Linked DNA regions of Astyanax mexicanus: region 2 is linked to region 1. The links are chromatin contacts, called in public Hi-C maps. All regions are on one chromosome and are shown on one strand. The core of a region is the stretch at or near the end of the contact, and the rest is flanking DNA. Distances in the headings are between cores, read along the strand shown. Region 1 overlaps LOC103025629 (lysophosphatidylcholine acyltransferase 1). Region 2 holds the start of LOC103025629 (lysophosphatidylcholine acyltransferase 1).

Region 1 (5,203 bases), core at 2,063-4,562:
ACATCTACCTAAAAGTTGACATCCCTTTGTCAAAGTTAGCTTGACTGGTTTAGCACCAGTAGCAATTCAGTCATAACGAATTCCGCAACAGAAAACACAACGATAAAATGCCAGATGTTAATGAAAAATGGAAAAGCTCAAGCAGAAACTGATTCAAAGAGATAGAACGAGGTCAACGTTCACATCCTAGCGATAGTGGGCCGCTCCGGGTTAAGGTTACGGGGAAAGCTCTGCCATGTTTTAAAGCTTACAGAAGCTATAAGTAGCATTTCCAATCAAAGTTTAATGAAGGAGTCATCAAATAATAATCATGCTACTTAGCGGCAGTGGGCAGGGAATTTTATGTGAAAAGGTGGCAAAGCTGCTGTTCGTGAATGTTCAGCTCCTCTTATGTTTTATGAGCAGCTGTTTGATCAGAATCGCAAGGGACACACATTCTACCAGGGGAAAAAAAAAAAACATTGGCAGTGTAGGATGAAAGTGTGTTAGGTCCAATTCAGATTAGTAGGCATAGACTAGAAAAACTGTATTTTTATATAAAATAAAAAAAAAGAGAGAGAAAAAGAAAAACATGTCCCCTTATCCCAAAGATAGGAAAGATATTTATGTTTCAAGTTTGCTTCTGTACTTATGTAACTTAAAGTGTGTGCCTAAACCATTAATTACAATGCTAAAACAATAGCAGTAGCCATCCTGAAGTCCTGAATCCTGAATTTTGTTGTCTGAATCTTGGCTGAATGATTACATTTAGTGTGAGGAGAATAAGGAGGAAATTAAATAGATTAAATCCGAGTGTCAGAGTTCCTCAGCACTGGTACTGGAGGTGCCCAGTCCTGCATATGTTTAGTGTTTTCCATGCTCTCATTGCACCTGATTTAACTTACAGTACAGTGATCAAAAATGTACCATAGTGGCTTGTTGAATAGTATGTACATCTTCCTGTCAGCACTGGGGACTTGGGTTCTAATCCCTGTCTGGGTAAATTTTAATCTCCAGAAATGGATTGCCACTCGGCCCTGTGTCAGTGTGGTTGTTTCTGGTTAAGAGCATGCTGTGCTCTATTGAAGGTCAGTTCTGGCTGCTGTGTGTTTTGGTTGAGTTGTGGGTATAGAGTGATTGTGTAAAGCATTGATTGTAAGTGCCCCTGGGTTCTATAAAGGCACTAAATAAGCAAATAAGAAAATACAAATAGTCATCATCATCATGATGATAAGCATCTCATTAACAGTCCATTAATAAGTTAAAGTAGGAATGTTTAGGGGTGGGGCAATATATCGAAATTGTGACCTACTGCATAGGTTTGATTATATTGTATCGATATACGGTGTCAAATATTAGTATTTTTATTGAAACATAGATGCTCTTAATTAATAATTATTATAGAGAGCTGTCTTCTGATATATATATATGTGTACAGTATATTGAGTATTATATTGAGTACAGTATTGTGATATCAGTTTTTAGATGTACTGTGATGCTCCCTTAGTAATTAGCACATTCTCCTTTTAGCACTGGGATCATGGGTTCAAGTCTGGGTGAATGTCAATGTGTCCACGTGGTTTTCTCCCAAAGCAAAGCATGAAAACAGGCAGGTTATAATTAATTATAAACTGTCTGTGTGTGTGTGTGTGTTCCCACATATTGACTGGAATTCCTGTGTCCTGTGTTTTGTTCAGTTGATAGTATTTGATTGCGTTGATTGTAAGTGTCCCTAGGTGCAGGGAAAGCACTAAAATGTGCAGGGCAATGGGCCTTCAGGACCAAGGCTGAGAAACGCTGGATTACAACAAACTGCTTCTTTAGGAGCGATGCAACAGACCCGCTGAACCTCGCTCAGTTTCCTTTATTAAAAAAAAAAAAAGGGCATACTTATGTGATGCTGTGTTCCAGCAGGGACGGCCTCAAGGCTAAGCTTGGAGCTAAGTCTCAAAATATAGACATACAGGAATGCTAACATGTCGCAATATAGATACAGAGATCTGTCAGCTAAGAACCGCTCTATTCAACCCTGCCACTCTTCAGAATCTTGGTGGATGCTAGAGAAGTACCACAGATTACATGCAAGTAGAAGACTTTTGGTCCTTGTTGATCTGATGGTCGATTTTGTTAGGGGTAAAAAAAAAAAATACATATAAATCAAATCAAGAAACAAAAAGAGTAGTAAAGAGAGGAGTAAACCCTTACGGCCAGGGATTAAGCCTAGTCTTAGACTACACAGCATTCTGACTGGAGATTTTCCACTGTAAGGAAAATATATTGAACACCCAGGCTTAATCCCCGTCTTAAGTCTAAACTGACCTTTACACTTGCAGCTAGTCTGGAATTCTCAACACACAGCTGAGACTGTACTGGTCACAGGGAGGAACTGACCTGGCCAAATGCCAAAAAGAATCTGCATTTCTCAAAGTAGTGGAGATCCATTAACTATCACATGCACTCACCACCGCTACCTTTACACATGGTGCTCAACAAGACACAAGCTTCAGTCTACTAACCAACCCCCCTGAGCTTAAAAATAAAAACAGAAATTAAACAAACAAATACAGAAAAACACTAAAGAAACAAAGAGAAAACAACAAATTAAATTCAGAAATAATAACAAATCATCATAAAAAAATTGACTGGCTCAGTTCAATTCAGACCAGCATATTGATTTAGGCTAAAATGCACCTCAAATCTGATCCTCCTTTCTTAGTGTATGGAAGCCAGATATTTGTCACCAGTGCTTTTGTGAGCCTTCAGTCAAAATACTGGAATAATACTGTTAACAAGCATCAAGCCCATGCAATGCTTACTAAAGGAGATTTAGAAGAAAGGCATCTACAGTCCCTCCCAAAAAAAAAAAAAGGAGCGAGAGAGAGGAGCTTCGCATCTGAACCGACTTTGTGGTTTAATTTCCTTAACCTATGAAACCGTTTCCTCCTCAACAAATGAAAAAAAAAATAATAATAATAAAATAAAAAAATTAAGTGCTTGGCCTTCAAGTAAGCAAATTTCCCCCCACCATCTTTTGGCTCTCAGAATGGTTTTCCCTTTTTCAAAAAACTACAAACAGAAACAGAACAAAAAAGCAGACAAAAGGGGCAGAGAACGAGAATAAAGACAAGACAGAAAGAGAGGAGAAGAGGTGAAGGTTACCAAAGAACCACACAAATGTCCTGACTGACAGGAGTAAACTTTGTATTTTCTAGAACAATGGCAGTCCAGTGACCTCCATGCTCTCTCTTCCTTTCTCTCCGTCTCTTCTCCAGAACCGGACAGCACACAATCAGAGGCCCGGGGGGGGCGGGATGTTCAGTCGTGTTTCTTGTGAGTGGCGTGATGCTCGCTGGGGGTGAAATCGGCGCAGAAGCCGTTAGAGACGGGGCTGGAGGCGCTGGAGGTCGGGGTGCCCCAGAAGCCTGCGTTATCTGCATACAGAAACTCCTCAGCAAAGTCCGGCCGCTGCTCTGCAAAGCTCCGGAACATCTCTGCCACAAGGAGGCGCAAGAGAATAAGAAGAGAAGTAGAGAGGGGAGAAGTAAAATGACAGTTAGAAACAGCAATGCACAGTGTTTGTGTTCACACGGTCAAAGAACTGCAGAACTACAGGATAAAACATGTTTAGTCTTACCTGCATGTTATCACATGACTAAAAACGACTTATTGTAAAACAAGCAAATACAGGATCATAAGAAAATCACAAAAAAAAAAAAAAACATGTTGGACGGTGTGATGGCAAATCAGAAGTTGCGGTGTGATTCACACTATGGTTTAAACCAGGGCTGCACAACATATTATTTCAGCATAGTCAACGCAATGTATGTGCAATATTCACATTTCAGGACTTGCAGCATCACAGAGAAAATGAGTATGCATGAATTTTCCCTCTATGACTTCTCTACCAAAAGCAATGCATGTTGCAAACAACAAAATATTGCAATCTTGCAAGTAAGGTACCGTATTTTTCCAACTATAAGACGCACTTAAAATCCTTTAATTTTTTCCAAAAAATTGTCAGTGCACCTTTTAATTTGTTGCGCTTTATGTGTGAATTTTCGCAGTCAGGTTGTAAGGAGCAGTAAAGACACTCTGCTAAATTACAGCGTAATACAGAAGATTCAATTTAGTTCTCCAGCAGTATTAGCATTAGCTGCTAACCACGTGAAGTGCTAGCTAGCTCTTTGGCCATCTATAAGTGAGTATTATCAGCCTGTAGCCTGCTGCTAACCCTGGATAGCACTGCTTGAGCAGCATTAGCATTAGCCACTAACCGTGCTGAGCGGTAACTATTTAGCCGCTCAGAGGTGAGTATTATCGACCTGTAGCCTGCTGCTAACCCCGGATAGCACTGCCTGAGCAGCATTAGCATTACCTGCTAACCACAGAGCTAGCGCCTTTGCTCTTCAGAGGTGAGACTGTAGCCTGTACTTTAGAAGGAAACCATGACTACACCCCTGTTCCTATGACTAGTTACTAGTTTTTTTTATAAAATGCACTTATGCGCCTTATGCATATTTATATAAAAAAAAACACAGACCAGAAAATAGTTGTTTATTAATAGTGCGCCTTATAATCTGGTGCGCCTTACAGTGCGAAAAATACGGTAGTCACTTTGAAAAATACCACTTTGAAACTTTACACAAGTGCAGTCGCAAATACCATGAAAAACTTTATGATGAGACTGACTCTCATTAGGACCACCCCAGGAAAGGAAGACCAGAAGTTACCTCTGTTACACAGAATTACCAGCCTCAGAAACCATTAACAATTAACAGCATCACAGATAAGAGCACCTTAATGCTTCACAAAGTACTTTGAGATTACTACACAATTCCTTATGTGTTCCATTATAGCCTGGGTGATTTCAGTATTCATTTATGTATGCGTGTAAAAAAAAAGAAAAAAAAAAATAGAATTAAAAACATTAAATGAGGAAGTGTCCAAGCTTTTGACTGGTACTATACATACAAAAACATGTAGCTCAAGTCAAACCATCCCAAAGAAAGAAGAAAAAGAATGAGAAAAAACTTGATTTAAAATGTAATTGCTTGTTATCTGTTTGCAATTTGCTCTTGTCATTGTGAGACACAAACTAGGAGTCAAACTAAGCCAAGTTTAGCTTCACATGTTGTTAACTTGTGAATGGCTTGCGGCTTGCACTTGTGACAGTCTTTATACACAGGCTATCCTGAGCTCTACATATGGCAGCATAAACCAAACC
Region 2 (4,826 bases), core at 367-2,866, 43 kb after region 1:
TAAATGATGTTGCTGGCAAAGATATGAAGCTAGCTAAGCTAGCTAGCTTTAACCACTTAACTATCCTAGTTTAGAGGTAATAACGGTGTGATATTTCGGAACCCAGATAATAAATAGCAAATTTAGTAAAAAAAAAAAAAAAACTGATATACATGTGAAATCAGCAATGGCCTTCATTCATTCAACAGTTTATTGTCCAAAACTGCATCTAAAGCAAGTATTTAGCTAACGCTATTTCTCTCTGCTTCTCCAGGCACACTAACGTTACCCTGCACGTTGTAGTGCTTTCCCTACTTCAGACCTACGGCTTAACTAGCTACCTGATCCAAATCAAATAACTGATTAACAGTCCATTGTTGACTTATTGACAGAGGGTGTGTTAAAGTACAAAAATCACTAAAATATGCAGGGCGGTGTGTTTCCATGACCAGGGGTAAGAAACACGCATTTAGCTATAACAGATTAACAGTAATGAAGGCTGAAGTGGGATCTCTAGCTAGCTAACAGTTAGCTGTTACCTATATTTGTTATTATAGGAGAACAATTAAAGAAAACTCCACAAGCATTTAACGCCTGTGGTGCTTGTTATACATTCTTAATCGCCATACATAAATAACGGATGCTTAGCAATAAAATAACGTTACTTTATTATCATCAGCCAGCGAAACAGTTCAGTATAGGGTAAGTTAGTAAGTCATAAGATAGATAGATAGATAAGCAATAAGTATTAGGTTGATAGTGCTGATATTTGCTTATTTCTGCAGGCAAGTTGTACACAACACATGAACAGGCTGCAACATTCATATTAAGATGATTTTTCATAATACACGAGACCTAAAACATCTTATAATAATTCAGCTTACTAGCAGACGTTATGCTTCATTATACTATTAAATAATGAAGTGCTTAGCTACCATGGACTTTTATGTAAATATTCCTTACATAAAAAGCACATTAAGAAACATGGTTGTGGCCCCTTCAAGGCTCATGTGGCTATGTTAACTCTAGCTAGCTAGCAAGGTTAGCTAGTTAACGTTAACTAAACAGATGTGCACTTAAAAGCTGAGCTTTTAAAAAACGCCTTTTGTTGTTTTCTGAAATAACGCTTGTTTGCTATTTAGCTACGTTAGCCAACTAGCTAATTGTTTGCACCAAGTTAGCGTTAACTCTAGTTAGGTTAGTTAAAGCTAGTTAGCCAACACAACACATGGATCTGTTGGCTAAACGCAGCGAGGCCGAGCTGCAGCAGCACATGTGCATGGAGGTCTGGCTGCAGTAATGCATGGTTCGTACCTGGAGCTTCTGCCATGGGGTGAACCTCAGGTCGTGTACGAAAGGGTTGGTGACGGGGAGAGCCAGCTCCTTCCTCCCGTCCGCCGAGCTCCGTCTGCTGCCGGCCACTCTCATCGTCTCCACGGGGCTCTCTGTGGGTTTACCTGGCGCTGTTTTTCGCGACCGAGCGGCTCATGTGGTGGAAGCGGGGCAGGGGGCAATAGAGTCCCGATGGGGCAAGTAAAAAGAGAGCGAGGCACGACACCCGAAAAGACTGGCTTACAGGAACGGCTCCTAGTGATGGAGAACTCGATTCAGCTTACTGAACCGATTCTTCCGAACGGTCTTCTCAATGAATTTGACTGAGGACCGAACAACAGATTCACTGATTCACAAAACATGTGCACATGTGTGAAGTTGTTATCTCCTCAACATGAATTATAAGAATCAGTCAAAAACAAAGCAATGTATTAATTTAATTTATTGTTTTATTATTGTATTAGTTTGAATTATTTTTTCAATAAATCAATATATACACTGATAATAAATGGCAAATTCAATGCTCCAAAACCCTTTCAGTTCATGTGGGATCATGAAAACTAAATATTAGCTAATGTACGGCAATATTTTGTGCAGTAAATATGTTGGGTGAAAATAGGAAGGATTGTTGGGTTTCTGGAACAGTCACTCCCAAATTCAAACCCAAACATTCCTCTTTATATGCTTCCAAAAACTTTTAAATTGTTGCTTTTGAGTCAGTCGGGTTAATTCATTGAAAAGAATCGATTCTAATGAACCGAAGCTTTCAGGAGTCGGACACAGCCAGCCTAACCACGCCTGCGCCGCTGTGAGTGGTTAAAAAGCGCATGCGCGCTGGGTCTCAAGAACGCATGCGCCGAGCATGTGTGGGAGGGATGTGTGTTGTTTTGTGTTTATACTATGAGATGTTTTAACTCTTGTGTATTACAAAAAAATATATTCATATGAATGTTGCAGCCTGTTTCATGTATTGTGTACCACAACTTGCATGCAAAAACAAGCAAATATTAGCACTTTATAGAGAAAGAAAGATGAAGCTGCTATTATTTGTAGTTTAGTAATAGTATTATAATTCAACTACCAGAAAAGTAGTTTTTATCTGCCATTTCTGAAAACAGAAAAAAATATTAAATATCTTTTATTCTTTTATTTACTTTGTCCTTCATTTCATGTGAAAATGTCATGGTTTTGAACAGTAAAATGAAATTACCAATAAAAGTGTTCTGAGTGGTTAATTTGAAACAAAAACATGTCAAATTACTTTAGTTTATCTGTGGTTTACTGTTCATACCATTAGTGTTTTTTATGGCCTCATTTAGGACCTGAAATCAGTCATGTATAGTCAAGGTTTCTTTGATGGAATGGTTTATTTAATACCCAGATACATCTCTTTACATATGATTTTCTCGTATGTCTGTGTATCAAAAAGGCTGCATAATGCATAAGCATAACAGACTTGTATACCTCAAGCAGATTCTTACACTCCAATAGAAGCATACATATAATCTGTTATAGCCACAGGCTTCCCTGTAAGCTGTTCTGTCTGTATCTAATGATGTGGAGTGATCAAACCAACCACCCTTCTTTCTTAGCCCAGAAACTTCAGCTCATCTGAAGCAGTGGGCGAAGGCCTATTTCTGTCTTCAGTACTGATCTCCTTTATTGTGTCGATGGGAGCTGAGCAATTTCTGCATGATATTTTTGGACGGAGGAGGGGATGTATAGAGCTGCATAGGTTAGGTTCCTTATCTGTAGGTGTGCTGCATATTAAAAATCTGTCGACTGCATTTTAAAGAATATAATTATACATAAAGCTAAAGAAAAAACATAAACCTGCAAACTGGCTATCAGAAAAATGATGCTGCTCACTGTAAGTAGAGGAAAACGGCAACAGGCTTTCCTAATAGGAAAGTTTTACACAGTTTTACAAAGTTTTTCATACTTATGGAGTTTGTGTAGGAGCCCTTGCAGCCAACATACTCATATGGGCCCATGTGGGTTAATGATGGGTATAAAATAGATAAGAGTGTGGGGCCCCAATGGGTCACACATGCTGGGTTTTATATTTTTTTGCCGGTATGAGCACAGATTGTGGCTTTCATTGGCTAACTAGGCTAAGGATACATGGACCCCCTATAGGCTGTATATTAAGGGTTCTATCATGGTTGCCCATTTCAGACCCATCTTGTTTTGTCATATCAGAAAATGAATCATGCTCTGTTGCTTTGCACTGACCAATCACATATTTCACACAATAGATGGGCTGCAATTAGAAAAAAGATGAGGTGCAGTCAGGTCATCTCTGTTTAGTCCAGTCACTGTATGGACTACAATTCAACTACCTGAAAAAAAAAATAATAATAATTAAATTGCCAGACATTTCTGTGAGGTGTTGTCACCATCTTGTGGTTGTTAAAGGTAAAGAATAATATACCGGGATGCTGCCATCTGCTGCTGTGTAGAAAACATGCCAACTGTTCAGTTTACACTGAGGAGATTTCCCACAGTCCTTAAGCTTCTTTATTTGTGATGGAGTTGAGTGCTTTCATTGTGTTATTTTTAAATGGATAAGGAGCTACATATAGTAGGTTTGTGTAATTTTGTCTGTAAGTGTGGGCAAGTGGGTGGTGGTGCACAGTGTTTTGTCTGAGGCTCGTCACATTAAAACTCAGGGAATTAAATTCAATTACTGGGTTAATACTTATATAAAATATAATATAATATTTTTGTCTACAACATAATTGTTAACATTTCATAAAAGTGAAGTAAATCACTCATTCTTTGGTGTGACGGTATATATTTATATATATTTTGCCAGGTCTGCAGTGCTGCCTGGTTAAGTTGTACATATACAGTACCAGTCAAAATTTCATATTTGTATCATGTAGTAACTTAAAAGTGTTAAACTAACTAAAATACTCTGTGAGGCATTTAGGTGGCTCTTATCTGGGGTGCTGTTAACTTGCGTGTTCTGAGGCTGGTAACTCCTGGTGGTCCTGATAAGAGCCAGTTTTATCATAACCTTTTTGATAACTATCTTTGTGAATGCACATGAGAATTATTTTTACATTGATTGACCTTCATTTTCTAAAGCATTTTTTGTCTTTTAGTCTTTACTAAGTTGAGTAGTTTTTGCCATAATATGGATTAGAGCATATTCACTGTATACCAACTCTACCTCCTCCCAACACACTGATGCCCTCAAACACAAAATATTAATTCAAAATAATAAAATAAACACAGAATTAAAAGGGTGTCCAAACTTTTGACTGATAACTGTGAAATAAAGCTTTCTTTAAGAAAGTTACCTTTCACTGAAATTACAACCTTCACCCTGTTTTATTTCCAAGATGCTAAAAATACATGCTGCATGTTCAGCAACTAATAATATTAATTTCAGCTAATATTTAACATATTGTCTTCATACTTAGCTGAGGTAAAGCTTAAGCCAATCTTCACCATGTCGTGATAAAATATAACAGTATTTAAAATATTGTAAAAAATTTTAAATGGAC

What was found. Hi-C and Micro-C count contacts between places; a contact is called where the count stands out from the background.
Region 2: a Hi-C map of muscle shows a contact between it and region 1, with 12 times the contacts expected there. The contact joins the promoter of LOC103025629 here to the enhancer-like site in region 1. A contact is called at or near these places in 2 of 3 Hi-C or Micro-C datasets (both in muscle).

The regions. Positions count from the first base shown.
Region 1 is chr6:28,508,704-28,513,906 of AstMex3_surface, forward strand. It overlaps LOC103025629 (lysophosphatidylcholine acyltransferase 1), which reads right to left. Exons shown (of 14, transcript XM_007254532.4): 14 at 1,829-3,470. The coding sequence ends at 3,295. Among protein-coding and RNA genes, the nearest start is that of slc6a3, 19 kb to the left of the region's middle. Within about 2 kb of position 3,313, the one cell type or tissue checked has an H3K27ac peak away from gene starts, as active enhancers do.
Region 2 is chr6:28,553,045-28,557,870 of AstMex3_surface, forward strand. It overlaps LOC103025629 (lysophosphatidylcholine acyltransferase 1), which reads right to left and starts at 1,617. Exons shown (of 14, transcript XM_007254532.4): 1 at 1,294-1,617. The coding sequence starts at 1,407.